2 separate regions of the Podarcis muralis genome follow, and region 1 is linked to region 2. A link is a contact called in public Hi-C data. All regions are on one chromosome and are shown on one strand. Each heading gives the region's core, a stretch centred on a gene start, on an enhancer-like site or on the middle of the called end of the contact. The rest is flanking DNA. Distances are from core to core; before and after follow the strand shown. Region 1 holds the start of ZCCHC8 (zinc finger CCHC-type containing 8). Region 2 holds the start of LOC114586625.

Evidence for each region. Hi-C and Micro-C count contacts between places; a contact is called where the count stands out from the background.
Region 1: a Hi-C map of tail shows a contact between it and region 2, with 2.6 times the contacts expected there. The contact joins the promoter of ZCCHC8 here to the promoter of LOC114586625 in region 2. A contact is called at or near these places in 2 of 3 Hi-C or Micro-C datasets (blood and tail).

The regions. Positions count from the first base shown.
Region 1 is chr16:40,437,572-40,440,487 of rPodMur119.hap1.1, forward strand. It overlaps ZCCHC8 (zinc finger CCHC-type containing 8), which reads right to left and starts at 1,524. Exons shown (of 14, transcript XM_028710498.2): 1 at 1,062-1,524. The coding sequence starts at 1,247.
Region 2 is chr16:40,274,854-40,277,884 of rPodMur119.hap1.1, forward strand. It overlaps LOC114586625, which reads right to left and starts at 1,504. Exons shown (of 2, transcript XM_077919994.1): 1 at 1-1,504.

The DNA of each region.
Region 1 (2,916 bases), core at 274-2,773, 160 kb after region 2:
GTGATCTTGGGCGGCCACTCTCTCTTGCAGTCTATCTTATCCCACAAGTTGTTGTGAAGATAAAATAGGTGGGGTGGTATGGGATGAAGTAGTATAAAATTAAATTTTAAAAATCACAGCAAAGTTCCAAGATACAACTTCTCAAGTGGATAGCAGTATGTTGCAGCAAACACAACACAGACAGGATCAGCAGAGTGGAATTCTGGTCAACTCGAGGGGGCAGCAAATTGAATAAATTCAATTTATTATTGCATTTTTACTGCCATAAAGGAAAAGAAATGCTTGTCCAAAGTGTCGACATAACTTTGCCAGTCTTGTGTCTTATACACTCCAACAGGAGCAGGACAGGGTGAGAGTTTCATTGTTCCTGCTCTCCCTGAAGCACAGTGATGTGGGGTGGAAACTTTTTTCGGTGCCAGAAATAATTTCTCCAGTAACAGTGAATGGATGCAAACTACAAATACATTATTAGGTAAGGCTGGCAGCTTCAACCTTCTTAGCATTGCTTATAGAATATATTCAGTTGGTTAGCTTTACTGCACACAGCCAAAGCAGCTTATGAAATAAAAGTAAAACAAATGTACTAAATTAGATCACTCTTTAGGGCAGCCTTTGTCTGCCTGGTGCCCAGATGTTGTTGGGCTACAACTCCCAACACAGGGCAGCCAAACATTTGCTAATGCAAAGTACCTTAGCATTTACTTAAGTATCCTTTTGCAAAAAATCCTCACCCCCGCTCAGGCAGCAAAACGTCTTGGGCCGGGCCAACCCTGAAAACACGAGACTTGCGGAAGAAGCTCTCGTGCTCCAGGGGCCGGACTGTGTCTCTGCTGCAAGAGGCTAGTCCCTGGCACTTTCTGCAACGACAGCCGAAGCCACGGAACTGAAACCACCGCAAGTTCTAGATTACAAATGGGGCAGGGAGGGGGTTACAAGGGCTGGGACCCCTTTGCGAAGATAGATAACAAGATGTCAAGAGCACACACCCCCCCAGCCCCTTTGAAGGAGGCTCCGCTCAGGGGAGGGGCGCCCCCGGGCCGGCCTGCTCCCCCCGCCAGGATATTCTCGGCCTGCAGCTCCCTGACGGTCTCCTGGCACTCCCTCAGCCGCTGGCGGAGCTCCTCCGTCTCCGCCCCGGCCTCCTCGAAGCGGGCGTGGAGCGGCTGCGCGGCCGGGATGGGCGCCGCCTCGCCGGCGTCCAGCTGCTGGAAGAGCTCCTGGTCCCCGAAGTCCACCTCGGCCGCCATCTTAGGTCGGGGAGGGAAGGCGCCGGCCGCGCGTGGCCCGCCGGCCGCACGGCCAGGCGCTGCGGAAAGAGTTGCCGCCGGGCGGAGAGGAAAGGCGGCGAGAGGCCCCGGCCTCACCTCGGAAAGGGCCGCAGTTGCACGCAAGGCCTTCAGTCGCCAGAGCTCTTCGGGCAGGCGACTACAACTCCCACAATGCAGCGAGGCCGGACGGTACCCGCAGCCCCCAGGCCCGAACTTCACACTGGGAGAGCGGCTGGGGGCAGCGATGCATGCTGGGATAGGCCAAGCACTTCCGCCCGATTCTCAAGCTTCCGGCAGCGCAGGCTGGCGGAGATTGACTCGCAATGGGGGGAGGGGGGGGCGAGCTGCAGCTCTTTTTGCTCAGCCTCTTCCTGTGTGCTTTTTCTTGCAGAGGTTTCTTGGTAGCTCGGCTAATATACTTGCGTAGCTTGGGTAGGAATTACTAACTTGTACAGCTAGGAGGAAAACGAGTCCCCCTTTTATCCATGCTCTCCAACATACTAGCAGATGTCTTCACTAACAGAGTAGCTACAATCTCATTTTTCCAGTTCCACAAACCTGAAGTGCATCACCACTTTCAGGAGTGGCAAAAAGCACAAAGAACCTGGTTACATCACAAGCAGGAACCAAGCAACTGACCCTCCTTTTCTCCCACTATTGTCAGGTCTCTCTCCTCATTAAAACATAGGGCAGCAACAGACCATCCAGGTTCAATCACCAGGCATGTTCTGATAGAGGTAGAAGAGATACCCTGGCTGAAACCCTGGCAAGCCACTGCCACTTAAAGCGTGTTTAGCTTATTTTTTAGTTGCTGTTTGGTTAATAGTTTTACAGGTGATTTGTTCATGATATGACTTATGCTGTACTTGTGTTCTATTATGTTACTATTATGTTACAATTATGTTTGTAAGCCACTTTCCATTCAAATTAATCAATACATCTATATTTCTGGGTACAGAAAAGCATACAGTAGTTCATTGACGCAATCCATCACCAAGCACTCCCTACCTCTTTCAGTTATTTCTCTTTGAATAAATTCCACAGAAGTCTGTGGGCTTCAATTTCAATTTTAATCAAACTTACTTTTGTAACTCTATAGCATATGAAGCCCCTGGAACTATCGCAAGAGTACCACTTGAGAAAAAGAGCATGAGAAGTCAATCTGGGGCAGACAGTATCAAAATTCTGCTACTGTTCCAGACCACCCATGCAAACTAGAATGCTAGCTTTGGGGAACAAGGGCTCAATAACTGAACAAGAATTATTGACAAGTGATTCTGCAAAGAGATTACCTATTGATTTTACAACACTTCTTGTGGTAGTTTCAGTTCTCTTCTTCAACAGCTATCCTAATCTTATTTAATAATAAACATTTTATTCACTAAAACTGAGGAGACATGCCACATTACATGGGCATTAGAATCTTAACATGCAACAAAAGTTAAAGTTCAAAAGTTGCAGTGCAACATACTCTGTTGCTATGCAACTTTTTTTATTACATTGCACAGCCTAACTAGAAGATATAAAGCCCCCACACAGCATATTATGAAAAACATGTTTTTCATACACGTCACATTGCAAATGTTGAGCTGGTGGTGATAGTTTTACGTTGCCAAAAGCTTTTATCAAAACCTACTGCTAGAATAAG
Region 2 (3,031 bases), core at 254-2,753:
GTTAATCTGGAGAGGCAGGCATAATGACGCTGTATTTACAAGGCAGCTTAAGTAGGAATGGACTAGGTGTGGTCAGGGACAGGACCGCAGGATATACAGAACTCCTTTGTTCATCTTCATTGTCACACAAAAATATCCCTACTGGGTTTTTTAAGTGAAAGTTAAATGCACGCAGCCTGGGTGTCTTAAAAATTGCATTGTACTGAATTTCATAAACTCTCATTCCCGCCCCCCACCACTTACAATTGTGCTTTTGTTTCTGGTTCTCACCGTCCACAATTTTCAGTAACAGTTGTGTGTATGATTTCAGTTATATATAGCAGGTGCTTAAGACAGGCACAGAAACCAGGGTGGCAAGGGCTGGGAAGTTGTGGCCCTCCACATGTTGTTGGGCTCAGTGCCCCCTAAGTCTTAGGCAGCATGGCCAGAAGTCAAGGATTATGGGAGTCATAGTTCAACAGCAACTGAAGGGTCACAGGTTCACCAACCCTGTAGAAGGGAAACAAGTATGCATAATCCAAACTAAAAAGTCCTCTAATATGTATTGACAACTGTTGGCCGTGGGCTCAGGTGTAAGGAGAAGGAAAGATAACTATCAGGGTGACTCATACCTCCACCTCAGCTCCAATGTTTCAGGAAGCTTATGATTTCCTGTACATTTCCTGTTACAATATTTTTAATGGTCCTGTGCATAGAAGCCAACTCCTAGGGGCCTAGGGGGCCTTGCCCTCCCCAATAAAATATTTGAGGGTGCCATGCCCCCCCCCAGTTGTTGGGCATTGCCATTCAAATAGTGTGTGTACACCACATTGTGTGATCAATTATGCAGGGTGGGGCTTACCTGGGCCACCACAATATTTTATTCAAGTTGGCACCCCTGGTCCTCTGGTCCTTAACACCAAAGGCAAAAATCCCCTTGTTTAAGAAAAACGAGTGGGTGACCCGTGATGGTAAAGTTGCTGTAATTTGGCCCACTCAGCTGCCTGGTTCTTTCCACTTGGGATGATGGTGTGATTGTGACGTTGCTACCATTTTGATTTTCTCAAGATGACTGGACCACCCAGCACCCTATTGCATCAGAGCAAAGGCATCTCCATATGTTTTGGATGACAATTCCCATCACAAATATCTCATTTCTTGGTTGAGTCCAGAGAGACTGGCACAGGGCCCATGGCTGATTCTTTTATTAAGAGTCCTAATATAGCTCAATTTGCATTACTGAATCGGGAATAAAAGGCATCTTATCTCATGACAGCAGTGAGACAGGGCACACAGACCTCCCATTTCAGAACAGCCATGCCTCCCACCATAAAACTATATTATAAATTATGTGGTTTTAAACCAACAGCTTTATGTCTCCTGCCATAAACCAATAACACATTAAGTTTTTTTTAAATACACGTGCCTTGGATCGACTACACATAAATTGCAAACAATAAAACCATCAGTTATAGTAAAGGCATAGTAAAGTAAAGGGACCCCTGACCATTAGGTCCAGTCGTGGCCGACTCTGGGGTTGCGGTGCTCATCTCGCTTTATTGGCCGAGGGAGCCGCCATACAGCTTCCGGGTCATGTGGCCAGCAGGACTAAGCCGCTTCTGGCGAACCAGAGCAGCGCACGGAAACGCCGTTTACCTTCCCGCCAGAGCGGTACCTATTTATCTACTTGCACTTTGACGTGCTTTCGAACTGCTAGGTTGGCAGGAGCAGGGACCAAGGAATGGGAGCTCACCCCGTTGCAGGGATTCGAACCGCTGACCTTCTGATCAGCAAGCCCAAGAGGCTCTGTGGTTTAACCCACAGCGCCACCCGCATCCCATAGTAAAGGCATACATGTAGTAAATTGTTACTTGAAATCAATTAATTTGAACAACTTACTTTCTCGGGGTTTACCCCTGAAAATTGACATCTTTTCGAAACATATTGGGAAAGAGAATGCAATACTGTACTTGCTTAAGTTCTGTTTAGTAAAGGAATGTATTTATCTGCTTGTTAGCCTGAGGTTGGTTTCTCAACCTACAATTTTTGTGTGCTAAAAACAGGAGGCTAATTCTCCCCTTAATGCAGCATCTGTTGTAGATGGAAGTTAAGTGATTGAGCGGGTGGTTGCTGAACAACTCCCAGCACACCTGGAGGATGTGGACCATTTGGATCCCTTCCAATCGGGATTCAGGCTTCATCATGGGACTAAAACTGTCTTGGTTGTGCTGGTCGATGATCTCTGGCGGGCTAGGGACAAAGGTGAGTGTTGTTCCCTAGTCCTGCTGGATCTCTCAGCGGCTTTTGATACCATTGACGATAACATCCTTCTGGAATGTCTAGAGGGGCTGGGAGCTGGGGGCACTGTTATACACTCCTTCTGGCTGTGTCCAGAAAGTGGTGGTGGGGGGTGAGTGTTCAGACCCCTGGGCTCTCACTTGTGGGGTGCCTCAGAGCTCCATCCTCTTGCCCCAAGTTTTTTAACATTTATATGAAGCCACCTAGAGAGATCATCAGGGGGTTTGGGCTGGGTGTTCATCAGTATGCAGATGATACCCAGCTCTCTCTTTTAAATCAGAACCAGTGATGGCGGTGAATGTCCTGTGAGTGTCTGGATGGATGGCGGCTAACAGATTGAAGTTGAATCCTGACAAGACAGAAGTACTGTTTTTGGGGGACAGGGGGCGGGCGGGTGTGGAGGATTCCCTGGTCCTGAATGGGGTAACTGTGCCCCTGAAGGACCAGGTGCGCAGCCTGGGAGTCATTTTGGACTCACAGCTGTCCATGGAGGCGCAGGTCAATTCTGTGTCCAGGGCAGCTGTCTACCAGCTCCACCTGGTACGCAGGCTGAGACCCTACCTGCCCGCGGACTGTCTCGCCAGAGTGGTGCATGCTCTAGTTATCTCCCGCTTGGACTACTGCAACGCACTCTACGTGGGGCTACCTTTGAAGGTGACCCGGAAACTGCAATTAATCCAGAATGCAGCAGCTAGACTGGTGATTGGGAATGTCCGCCAAGACCATATAACACCGGTCCTGAGAGATCTGCATT